Linked DNA regions of Zea mays: region 2 is linked to region 1. Evidence: chromatin contacts called from public Hi-C data. All regions are on one chromosome and are shown on one strand. The core of a region is the stretch at or near the end of the contact, and the rest is flanking DNA. Distances in the headings are between cores, read along the strand shown. Region 1 holds the start of LOC103632812 (probable polygalacturonase). Region 2 holds the start of LOC100277983.

The links. A called contact is a pair of places that touch in the nucleus more often than the background predicts.
Region 2: a contact with region 1 is called in a Hi-C map of tassel, with 2.4 times the contacts expected there. The contact joins the promoter of LOC100277983 here to the promoter of LOC103632812 in region 1. A contact is called at or near these places in 2 of 25 Hi-C or Micro-C datasets (leaf and tassel).

What each region holds. Positions count from the first base shown.
Region 1 is chr7:126,607,571-126,614,185 of Zm-B73-REFERENCE-NAM-5.0, reverse strand. It overlaps LOC103632812 (probable polygalacturonase), which reads right to left and starts at 5,202. Exons shown (of 5, transcript XM_008654546.4): 1 at 4,298-5,202; 2 at 3,180-3,300; 3 at 2,578-2,826; 4 at 2,200-2,353; 5 at 938-1,822. The coding sequence starts at 4,798. The coding sequence ends at 1,297.
Region 2 is chr7:126,758,527-126,765,133 of Zm-B73-REFERENCE-NAM-5.0, reverse strand. LOC100277983 reads left to right here and starts at 4,427. Exons shown (of 2, transcript XM_020541165.2): 1 at 4,427-4,786; 2 at 4,874-5,231. The coding sequence starts at 4,622. The coding sequence ends at 5,038. LOC103632816 reads right to left here and starts at 4,829. Exons shown (of 10, transcript NM_001346529.1): 1 at 4,249-4,829; 2 at 4,061-4,152; 3 at 3,841-3,943; 4 at 3,479-3,741; 5 at 3,094-3,225; 6 at 2,876-2,992; 7 at 2,193-2,345; 8 at 1,394-1,611; 9 at 1,155-1,308; 10 at 829-1,062. The coding sequence starts at 4,459. The coding sequence ends at 844.

The DNA of each region.
Region 1 (6,615 bases), core at 3,953-6,452:
AACAAGTCTCCAACATCAACTATTACATAGTCTATTCATTCTCAACTAAATTCTATATTTTTTTCCTGTGCATAACACTAACTTTTGATATGGTCAACATTTTTACCGTAACGATTTGTGTCCGCTATATCTAGCACAATACTGTGGATGCGGTAAGATACAAAGAGATATAGCGAAACATATTTTTAAGCTCCAGTTGCCTATATAGGCGTTTACCGGAAGGATTCCTGTAGTGACTAAGGACTATTTTGGGAGGAAGAGAGGCTAAACCTAAGAAGGAAAAATCCCACTAAGGACTTGTTCGGTTATTCGTAATACACATGGATTGGATGATATTGGAAAAAATTAAGAAGAAGTTTAACTTGTTTGGGATTCAAACTCATTCAATCTCATTCAATCCACATGTATTGAGAGCTAACCAAACAAGCCCTAAATATCTTATTCAAATATTACTCGTAGGGCTAGTTTAGAAACATCATTTACCTAAAAGATTTTAATTTTTCAAGAGAAATTAGTTCATTTTTCTTGGGAAAATAGAAATTACTTAGAAAAATAGAGCTCCCAAACTAACACCTAGAGATTACTCACCCTAGGAAATGAGGGGATCACAAGAAAATTTGGGTTTCCAAACTACCTAAAATTTCTGCTTTAGGTCACATTTATTGTCCCTTAGCTATGCAGCAAAAAAACACAGTTTGAAACTTCAAACTGCAAGTCTGAGCTTCAATTTTAGAAAATTCAAATAAAAGCATATGGTATTAGCCGCACCCATCTCCTGCCATCGCACGAATGCGTGGAAACTTTGCGCGTGTAAAAGACTGTCTTGGCCAAATTAAAATATCTCTGTTTGTTTCTGCTAAATCACTTCACATCATGAATACCCACTTCTTTTGAAGTTGTCTCGACAAACCCAGCTTCATATGAAGACAACTTGGAAGAAGAACCAACCATTCCAGGTTCAAACTACCAAATACATATACATCCACATCTGTTTTAAAAAGGGCAAGGTAAATGTAGTCTGCCATGAACAGTAAGCACTATCAAAAGTGTACTGTCGACTGTGTAACCAAGTAAGTGTAATCATACAGTGATCAAAAAAGTGAAAAGGCAACATTCCTGGCGTCCCTCTACGAGACAGTATGGTCAAGTCGATCTTCCTTAGATACATGCCTGACTGTGAGGTGAAGAGTGTAAAAGCTACCCAAAATTTTGCTTCTAAATGTGTGGAAAGGACTGTGACGGCTGTGAATACTGAATACACCTACAGCAATAGTACAGTGGTATCAAATGCCATTGTCAGAAACTGTAGTCGATATCAGAGATATTCTGTAACGTTGATTGTTTAACCAGCCCACGCCGCTCGTCGTACAGGTCCAGGTTCTTGCAAGGCACAGGGAAAACGTAGCCAATGACCTGCCCCTGGACGAAGGAGCACTGGAAAACATGGTGCTTCTTGTCTACTATACCGATTGACATGTCATGGAAGGTAACATTCTTCACAGGGATCTGCGCGCTTCCCTGTATCCTGACCGGTACTCGCACACGATGCCCATGGATTGAGGTGTAAGAGATATTCCCGATGGTGGGGACGGCCTTTGGGTCGAAGCCTTCGTCTGGGTGCTCGTTGTAGTCTGTCTTTATCACTATACCGACACGTACGTTTTCAAAGGTTATGTTCTGGTAAATGACATTGGTTACATAGGCCCCTCTTCCAGGTGCAGTCTTTATCCTCACGCCTCGCCGTGAATCCCAGACATGAACATTCTCTACCAAAACATCCGAGACACCACCAGACATCTCGCTTCCAATCGATACTCCAGCACTGCCCACAGAACACAAAAAAGATCAAACATACAGTCACATTGGTTTATTAAGGTTTGAATAGTGGTGTTGATTGATTTCCAGATCATGAAAGATAAACCAACAATGACAAATGTCTTATGTGGCTAGTTCAAGTCTAGACAAATAAATGATCCTAGTACGTATGGTATATCTGTAACATAGAACAAATAACCAGCAAGTGGTATGTATCTGAAGTATACAAACAAAATATCTAACAAACTCGCAACACCTCTTAAATATTATCTTCATGACAAGAAGCGTCATTCACTATCCAATGGTATTTCAAAACACGTCATGCATACATATGTTATACAGTATTAAAGTGATACAGAATAAGCAAGCGACCTAATATCTTACCTGACCATAGAGCGGATTACGACATTCTGGATAGTAATATTAGCTGATGGACGGCCATAAGCAATTCCATATTGGTCCCAACCACTCTTTATGGCTATCCCATCATCACCAACAGAAATGTAGCAGTTTTTTATCACCACATTTTCACAAGAATCTGCATATACATCAAGAATAACAAACAGATTGATTAATGAAGCATAAACTTTTAAAAAAAAGAGGCTTCAAGAGAACATGGACATGCAGTGCAGGTTTCTTGGGCCCCTATTGTTGCTGAAATTTTTAGTGGAGTCTAGATTGCAATACAATCTACAGGATGCAGCTATAAGTGAAATGAATAAAGTTCAATAATCAGAAAACTTTGCAAGCATTAGGAGTAACCTGGATCTATCCCATCAGTATTTGGAGCTCCAGCAATTGGAGCCAAGATGGTGGTTTCTGAGATAGTAACATTCTTGCAGTCGTACGTGTGAAGAGTCCAGAAGGGAGAATCACGAAGAGTGATATTAGAAATGATAATGTTACTTGACCGCATGAGCTGCACCAGAGGACCCCTTGTGTGATTAAGGAGCTTTCTCCGAAATTTTACCCACCAACTTTGACCTTGTCCATTTATAGTACCATTATGACCTATTTTGCAGAGGAGCCCACTGAAATATTATTACAATTTCATGAAAATGAGACTGCAGAAGATAAACAAGCAATAACGCCAACATTCGTTACCTACAAATGATGATATTTTAGTTATATTTAGCATATCCTCAGTGGAATAAATCCACACTACCATGAATGTATTGCTCAAGGTCAAATTAATCCACTTAATTCGAGTACAACTAGAGATTAAGTGATCCCATGAAATAAGTATCAAATTTAATTTCAAAAGCTTTCAGCGCTTCCTATGCCTTTGTACGGTCCAAAATGTATACAAGATGGAATCAATTTGGCATATTCCATATGAATAAGAACAAAAAGACACAAACTACCTGTTATAGTCACATGCTTCAGGTCTTGGCCGTGTATAAGGCTCCCATATCGAGGTCCCTTGTGCTCTCTTCCATAGCCGTATGATGGTAATGGAGACATCAAGGGCCAATATCTTTCATCCTTGAATATAAGTAACATAAAGAAGTCGCCAATGTTAACTCAATTGTAAATAAGTACACCGAACTGAAAAAGGTACCAGTAAAATAACATGTAAGAAACTCTTGAAGTGCATTGCCTAAGGTTGAGAGAAATTTATAAAAACAAAAAAGAAGAATCGGTGTAATTTCTCTTTCTCTGTTGGAGTAAAAGGTAACCAAATACAGTAAGAAAAACAAAAAAAAAAGTATATAGTTTACTGGCCAGGCCAATCACCACTTGTAAGTAAATAGGTCGACTCTATACTTATTTTATTAATTGAATGACGTCATGTACATGCGGATTTTTTCTTCTTCATTTGGTCCATGACAAATAAAGCAAAAACAAATGAAATGAAGTGTACAAAACAACTTGTTGGTACATAAAACATGAAAACAGCTTAACTTGAACCAGACTATTGCATAAGGCAGTGACCAAATTTATTTGAAACCAATTCTGAACTGACCTAAAACAACAAAACATTATGTTGGGACTAACTACTACGATCCTTGGAACCTATCAAACTAACTTTGACATGCTGATGACTTCAGTGTTCAAGTAAGTCCTTGCTCAATCAAATTTCATTCTTCCACAAATCTTGCAGTGTAGTTGAAAATGGTACTCCTAGACAGTTTTTTTTGTGATAAACTTAGCAGGAATTTCTGATACAATTTTAAAAAAAAACTATTTGTGTAAAGGGCATTTGCCTGTCCTGCTCAGCAATACTGGTAATTATTGATACATATTATTAAACTGCCTAGTATTTGCATTACTCCCTGGATTGATGATGAACTCATCGTTTCATGCAAAACTTATGAATGTTCATGACTTAATATGATTGAATACTACAATAGCAGGAATTTTTTCAGCTTCTCACTTGCCCAGAGTAGATACTTGCACAAACGAATCCAGATTGACTAAAGACCCGAGAGCAGCGTCTTTAGCCAAACAAAGCTGATGCAAATAGCAGCTAATGTCTCACCTGAATCCCTAGGATCTCAGCGCCAGCAGCGAGGAAGAGAGTCATGTGGCTGGTGAGGTTGAACGGCGCGGTGAGCCACCGCCCGGCTGGCACGGTGAGCCTGCCCCCGCCCCTCTCGGCGATCGCCGCGATGGCAGACTCGAACGCGGCCGTGTTAACCGTCCGCCCGTCCCCGACCGCCCCGAACTCCCTCAGATCGTAGACGGGCGGGGAGGCCGCCCAGTGCCCCAACGACGCCACGGCGCGCTTCGGCATCGGCGGGCGCGTGTAGAGCCGCACGCGGCCCACGGAGGTGCTCTGCCACAGGAAGACGAGCGCGAAGCCCAGCAACCAGAGCGCGAGCAGGCAAGCCCTGAACGGGGCCGGGGCCCACCGCCGGTGGTTGTGCGCGGAGCCTCCACCCCGCCGCGGGGAGGAAACGACCGCGGCGGCGGCCGCCCCGGCGGCGACTGCCGCGGCCGCGGCGCGGGGGGAGGAGGCGGCGGCGGTGGCCTCCAGCATCGGATCTGGTCGCGAAGCTTGTGGAATCTATCTATGGCGCGCGCACCGGCCGGTGGGCGAAGCGGTCCCGGCTCGGGCGCGGGGGCCCATGGGAGAGAGGAAGGAGGCGCTCGCCGGGGGAGGCGGTTGATTCGGCAGCTGGGTCGTAGTTTTAAAAAGTGCGGACGGGGCGTGGAGGGTGGTGCCAGCGGCGGCGAGTGACGATGGTGAGTGGATGCTAGCGCCGCGGCCGTGGAGTTGAGTTGGCGCGGAACCACGACCACGACAGCGGCGGCGGAATGACCGAGCTGACCCTGGGCGGTGGCCGGTCAGTTCAGCTTCTCGGGGCCGTTGGATGGACTCGCCACGGCGGGCCGGGCAGAGCGTTCTTCTTGGCGCTCGGTGACTGTGGTCTGTGGGCTCCGCTGGTGCAGCCGATGGAGGATTCCCACGCGCAACGGTTTTGACTCGTCCTAGTGGCGTGCGCGGTGCCCAGGGTTCGGTGTTTGGTCCAGGTCCATGATCGTTGGTGCTCCGATGACGACGATCGAGAGGTTCGTCCTGTCGGAGGGCCAGGCCATCCACGAGCACAACATGGCTCCATTAATCAGGGACTCTCTTTCTGATTATCCGGATGCAGAGCGCGCTTTGGCTCAAATTCCATCAGTGGTGCCCGTGTCGTTTCTGCAGAGTTGGCACGGACTCGGAGGCTCTGCAACTGCAATTGATCTTCGTGTCGCCTGGTGCGCATTGCTGCTGCCTGCGGACGGCGTAATTTGCTCATGAATGACACAATCACGCAATGTCGGGTTTTGCTTGGTTCAACTTTTTCTGGTTAGCTTTTATAAGAATTTATTTTTGGTGTCTGAATATCGTGGAGATTACGTGCGGAGGAAGATAAAAGAGTCTATAATATTTAGAATGTAAAAGTGATGATTTTCTATATCGTAACGACTTCGCCGATTCTATATTTACGTTTAATTTTGAACGATTTTGACTAAAGCGATTATTATATAAACAGGCTGAAAAGTTAGGTGTTTGTCAGCCTGCGATAGCTTCTGGTGGTTAGCAGCTGAAAAAATCTGAAACAAACAAGTCAAATGTCTCTTGAGCTCTTCAGTTCAGAATCAGAACCCTGAGATTCATCAGTTAAATTTATATGGCATTTGGTTTGAGAATAAGCTAATCCACTATCTTCTCACTACTTTTTTTTAGTTCACGGAATAGAATAATCTTCTCACTAATTACTTTTTTTATTTATTTGTTTAGTTTATGTAATAGAATAATCTTCTCGCTACTTATTTTTTAGTTTATTTGTTTAGTTTATGGAATAGAATAATCTTCTCGCTATTTACTTTTTTATTTAGTTTATGAAATAGAATAAGTTGATTCATCATCACTCTTTTTTTATAATTAGTTAGTTAGTACTAATATGATAATTAAATAAGGTTATCCCACCAGGCGTCCATGGCCAGCGTCCACATCGTCTTCTCTGATAGCGTCTTGGCGAGGGCGTGCCATAGAGGTGGAGTCGCGTCGCTAGCTCGCCGCCATCGCGCGCTAGCTCCGCAAGCTCGCTGGTCGGCTGCTGTCCGCCGCCGGCACCGAGAGGCAAGAGCGTGGAGGACTGGAGCCACTGATCGAGCAGCCAACAGCAAATGCGAGAGAATGGATAAACAAAACATGTGCGGGAAGCTACAGCCAACGGGTAAGGGATGGATCGACCATTGATGGCGAAAGGTACTGCGCGTACGAAGGTGATGGAGAATGGAGAAAGAAAGGTTGTGCGAGGAGAAAGAGAGACAGGCTTGCACTGGGCAGGAGACGACGGGGGGTAG
Region 2 (6,607 bases), core at 3,178-5,677, 150 kb before region 1:
ATCCCACACGCAGTGCCACTACTGTGCCTCCTAGTCCGCATCGACTGGTGGGCAAGCTATTGGTGGGATCCTGCCTTAGCACTAGCACCATTGTGCCACCACCATCTACCCTCACTATGTCACCAGGGTTCGTCGTAATGCAACAATGGTTGTCGCTTTCCACTGCCTACAGCCGCTTGCCCTCGTTGCCCCTAGCATGTTGCTACCTCATCATCACCATCTCAAGGCAGACTCGCCACAGCGACGCGCCAATATGGCCGCTTCACCCTGGTGCTCTCCCCTCACCCCTTTCCCTCTCTCGGTCTTTTCCCTAGTGTGGCCAAAATGGTTTTCTGATATTCATATAATCTTAGAACGTTCTTAGTATTATCATCTAACCTTGTTATTATCATGAAGCTATTTTTATCTAGCTGTCTAGTATCGTGATTTGTCTCTTATGGTGTCACTCTACCTGAAATTTTATTCTGCGTTCGCCACTGGCCCAGGGAATCAGATTTGGTTCTCCTGCAGGAATGTTGCACATGGATCTCGGTGTTTTCTGCAGACGTGGATGCCGTATGGGAGAACTGATGCAACCGCTTTTGAGATTTTTACATAGACTTGAGCAGCGTTTTTTGGGCGTCAGTTGTCAAACATAAATTGCAGTTGTCAAATCTTCCCATGTAGCCTTCAAAATGGATCGTTTAATAAGTAAACATTCAGGCTTATCGGTACACTATATGCTCCTGAAAGAAATGTGGAGTTATTTTCTACAGTACATCTTTGTTCTGCAAAAGATGCTACATCCTCGCTAGATATAAGTCAACACAAATTTTGACAAAAAGGCACCTGAGTGTGGTGCGTTCATGCCCTAATCACAAGCTCATATACATTACTACTATTTTCCCTGTTGATGCGCTTTAGTGCCTCAAAACTTCTTCTGCTTCCTAAGAAGTCTATTCTTTTGAAAGCTACAAGTCCTTTCTCTGCTGATTCAGCACTCGAATACAAAGATCGAAGTCGGTCAGCATGGCGGGAATCTGTGTGCAAGGCCATGTCTATCTCGTTGGTTGACATGTTCTCCTGTGAAAACGAGAAATAGTTTTACTGCCATCAATGTTTTACAAGACAAAAAGAGTCCAAACTGGAGCGATGAGTGTGCAGTAGTTATATACCTGGTAGAAGTTGTAAATGTGATTCAGTACTTGTATACACGTAAAGCCACCATTGTTATAGAACGTCTTTGAGGAAGGTCCAAGTTCTCCAAAACGATCAACAGGGAAGAGTATGGTAAGGAAGTGATTCTTGAAGATCAGCTCACTTCGCTCACTGCAAGAACAAATGAAAGCAACTAAAATAGCAGATCGGACGAGGCTTGATCAATTTCAATTCCAACTAAGGATCAGTGTGTCACCTTTCTTTCAGTGGACGGGAAAAATTGTCATTAGGTTGATCTGGATCCCTCACGTCCCCATTTGCATCAAAGTAAGTGGTGCTTTGCTGCTCATTGGCATCATCGGACCACGAAGAGTCCATATAAATTGACGCAGATGAAGTTGGCTCAGAGATTGTCCAGCAGATTGAATCCAGAAGTGTGGCCGGTGTGATTGGATGAATGGTTACTTCACATGACTGGCTTCAAGCCAAAAGTTGGTCATTTTCATTTGAGGAAATGAAATAGAGAATAGCTAAATAAATGTGCTGTATTTTATCAAAGAACAAGGAGCTCAACGTTCACTGTACTATGATCTTTTCTGGGTGATAAATTAACTTAACTTTAACAGTCATACTGACCACTAAACTGCCTGGGAAGCTAAATAAATGTGCTGTATTTTATCAAAGAACCAGAAACTCAGCCTTCACTGTATAGTGCCTATAATCTTTTCTGGGTCTATGATCTTTTCTGGGTGATAAATCAACTTTAACAGCCATACTGACCACTAAACTGCCTGTGCAGCTGGTGAGAAGACCCCACATGCAGATTTATAGCAATGCACACAAAGAAGAAACCCATACGCAGATTAATTCACACACAAAAAAAAGAGAAACAAGGACTAATTAAGTATGAAAAAAATTCAATGCCTCGTTATAACCATGATATAAATGACTAAACCATATTAATAATATCGATGACTGATAATTTTGTCTTATTTACATATCAGTTTTGTGGGTGCATGCCAACGAAATCTGCAACTTGTAAACATAACGTTTACCTGCATACGACGGGCACGGCGGTCTCGGACTTCTTTCTTTGCTCCTTCAACAAACTTTTGCTTCGCTTGATGGACTTCATTGATCTCCTCTTTGGTTGATGGACGACCACATGAGCTTGTGTTTATAGAAGGTACACTTCCAAGTTTCCTATTCTAAAACAAACAGAGGATCTTATGTCACTTCAGTTGTAATCAAGCAATAGAAACTTACCGCAAACAATAAACAAAGCATACAATTTCAAATGCAACGGATTGTGAAAACATAGGATCAATACATCACGGAATTCATTGAAGAAAAAATGATGTTGTTCATCATGCAAAATAAGAAAACAATGTCAGGTCCATTACTGCTCTTCTACATGGACCACAATACTGCAGTATCTTGTCCCTTCTCACTAAACATGTCGCAGAAGGGTAGGTGCCTGTTTTCAAACAACTCTACTATGTACTCCATACTATCCATTATGAAAATAGGTAACAAAGGGTTTGATCATGTAATACGGCAGAAATAAATTCGGTATTTCTCAGATCCAATACAAAGAGGATGAGGTGAAATGTCATAATAAAACAAGCATATAAATGAAAACTCCTTGTTGGTCATGATTTTTTCTAGCTGGTGAGGGCACAAAAGGCATTTTTGGATAATTTGCTCAAGAGTACAATTGTACAACATAGTAACTTACCTCTTCAGATGTCTGAACATTTTCCAGAACCATGGCAACATGCCTAGCTAGGTCGGAAGACAAATGGACAAGACGCTGCAAGTTTTTTTCCTTCACTGTTTTCAAGATCCAAAGCGGCTGATAAATTGGAAGGAGAAAAGGTTAAGACAAAGCAAACTCTGGTAACTTTAGCACCTAACAAGTTACAAATGCAAGAACGGTAATGCACTATTGCTTACAGTAACAATGTTTTCTGAGTGGCCTACATATCTCTTAACGCAAACATCCTCACAGACAATATAAGTTGTAGGGCAACCAATAAACCAGTGCTCCAGCAACTTTCCACCTTCTCTAGTAACAGCGTCAGAAATCTGCAACGAAGGGGGTTTGGTAATCCTCATAAGCCAAAGAAATTCAGAGAAGTCATTGCATGACTTGAGTTGATTAGCAATTTGTTTGCATGAAGTATTAACAGATTCATCAATCCAAATGGTGTTGCAAATGCAACATTCCATAAAAAATAATATAAATTACTCTTTTCCTGCCTAAAAGTTACAGTTTGGCTGCTTCGATTAATTGAACAAGCTTCACAGAAAAAGTGGGAAGAAATTAGTTGGACCATACCTTTTTCCTCATCTCATCAGATATCCCAGGGTCAATGTAGATTGTGTCATTCATAAAAACCAACCCATCATGACCACCACCGTTCCCAGGAGTCTGGAGCGAATGCTTCTGGGTCATATCTGAGCATGCCTTGTCCTGAAATATCAACGGTGGAAGGCAAGACTTCTCGTTAACAGGAACTCCAACAAGGCGGCTGAACTCCCCGGGCGGCACACCATTCTCCCCAATGCTCTTGATGGCATACAAGGATTCATCCAACCTCACTACAGTCAAAACATAACAGGATACAATGATGCACTAGACCATCAGTAACTTCAGCCAAAATTGAAGGTCACAAGTTGATTCATGGGGCTTGAACTCACTGTTCCTCCTCACGCAGTCCACAAACCAACCCAGCGTAACGAGGAATAGCCCATTCCTCGGACCATGCTTCAGTGCATGCTCGAACTTGCGTCCGGCAAAGCTGTGCTGCAGGTTAAGGAGCCACAGCATCCAAGCCGGATTGGGGAAGCAAATACTAGTACCCTAGTGGGCAGAGAATAATTTTAACAGCACGCGACGATCGTGTCGCGCAAAGGATATCTGAACCACGAGGTGCGTGCACTTGGGGTGCAAGCTCCCGCTGTACTCGCCCCCGAGCCGCTCCGTCGCCTCCTTCACCTGAACTCTCGCCTCTGCAACCAAGCAAGTAACCAGGCCGAGAATACCAAAAAAAAACCATCAAACAGGCAACCTTCGTCGGCAAAATCACAAGCAGCTAAACCGCGCACCTTTGGACAGCCCAGTGACGCAGATGACGAGGCCTGCGAAGGGCCCATCGGCATGCGCCGCCGGCCCGGAACCGGCGGCGGGGGCCGCGCGCGATGCCGCGGAGGAGGAGACGGATGCGGCGGATGAGGGGTTGTGATGCATCCCGGGGATCACCATCCGCGCGCACCCCCTACTGGCGACCACCTCCACCCCGCTACGGATACGCGACATCCCGGCCGCGGCTGCTGCGTCGGAAGGCGGCGGCACTCGCGCCACGCATGTGGGGCGAAACTATTAAAAGGGCGGGCGGGGTTCCGTGAGGTGGGGAGAAAGGGCGGGTGGGGAGGGACCGGATCCGGTGGCGCTTGCGAGAAGGGTGGGGGGAGGGAGTTAATGGCGGCAATCGCGCGGAGTTTCCCTTCACCTTCTCCTTCTCCTTCGCCCAGTGAAGGCTGGAGGGGGACCTCGCGGGCGGCGGTGGATGACGATGAGCGCCGAGGGGTTGTGGTCAGGTCGTGGAACCTGAAGGCGATCTGGCTACACGGCGCGGCGGGCGAGGTGAGGTGACCGTTGGGAGGGTCTGGTTCGCTTGGTTGCCTTTTCTTTTCCTTTTTTGTATTGGTGTTTGTGTTTTCGCTACTGCAGGGCGGAGCAGTAGATCAGACGGATGAAAGAACAGCGGTGGAGACGAATGTTCAGTCTGGGCATTATTGGTGTGGTGTGTGGACACATGTGATGATATGTGATGGCGATAGTAGGTGCGCTAATCCGTGGTTGTTTACTGGAGTAGGCAGTGTGTTTTATTGTTAGAAATAATCTGCACATCGGTTGCTCTTGTTGGATAAGCAAGCGCGTAGATGTTGATGTGATGTACAAGTTGGACTTTTTTGCGAGTGTCCCTTTCCAGTGAGGTTAGAGGTGATATATCAGCGTATTGAGAATTGAGATGTACTAATCGATTTAATCTCGGTATTCACTATTCCGCGGTCTGTGTTTAAGGTCATGTTTGGTTTCTATTGATCCTAGAACTAATGACTATTTGGTTCTAGGAACTAAATAGGTTCAGAACAAAGAAAGACTGATATACCCTTTTATATATACTTAAAATGTCACAGAGAGAACAATAAATAAAGGTCACAGATAGAGGAATAAGTTTGTTTTAGTCTCACCCTTTAAGAGACTAAAGACAATTAGTCCCTACTTTAACCCTTCCGTTTGGAAAAAAAGACTAAACGGGACTAAAATAGGGACTAAATATTAGTCTCTAGAACCAAACAGAGTCTAAATTATGGTTTTCTTTAGCTTTGTTTTAAAACTCTAAAATTTATTTAACTTTAATTAAATTCATAAATATCTACCAACAATTAAATAATCAATTTTTGCTTTGTTAAATTGTTTATATAATGTGTTTTTGACATGGGACTTTTTTGGATTTGTAGCTATGAATACATTCTTATAAAAATGTGATTAAAGTTATAGAAGGTTGACTTGAGACAAAATCTGACTGGACTGTAATTTAAAATTGAGAACAAAATTGTTAGTATCAATTGTTTTGAGATTGACACAACAACAATGATTCATCTTCGAGAAAGGTTGGGTGATATTTGATTTGAGGAATGTTCTTTAAAAGTAAGTGGCCTAGAAGATGTGTAGCTGTTTTATTTGGTTTAGTTGTGAATTATGAGAAAATAACTATTGTGATTATAAAACAACTATTACAAGCCATAAAAATGTGTAAGTTATTTGGTTAAAATAACTATAAAACATATTTTATCTCGTTATCTTCCATGACTCTCAAAACACCTCTCCATTTCCATCCATTTGGAGTAAGTGGTGAAAGACAAAAAAAAGTCCAAAGTGTCGTAAAAATATATTATATAATACTAGTTGCTTCCTACAAAAAATAGTTTTAGATTTTACCCGCTTGGCTAGCGTTCTAATTTTATGGCACTAGTACTTTCCAAAAGCTGAACCAAACAACGTAAACTAATACATTGTTTGCAGCACAGTATGAGTGATAAATGATGGGAGTTAAATGTTTTGGTTGATTAGGAGCACATTAAATTAACATGGTAATAACATCAATGGAGATTTTGAAAAAGAAACAAGAAGCGTCCAATATGCTCGACGGAGACCCGTGACCTAGGTCTGAGTGCTGCTCTAGGCAAGTTTCACACTTCATGTGTACGACAATGCACGTTATGTGTTCACTCGTTTCCCTGGGTACATGGTGGTTATTAATACAATAGTGTGCGCAAGCACAAAAGGGGTAGATATATCTATTCCTCACTTCTAACACTAGAGCAATGCACGGTTGTCTCTTAATAAAATGATTGGCGCAAGCACCAAGGTGTAGACATGTGACATAGATTAAGCGCT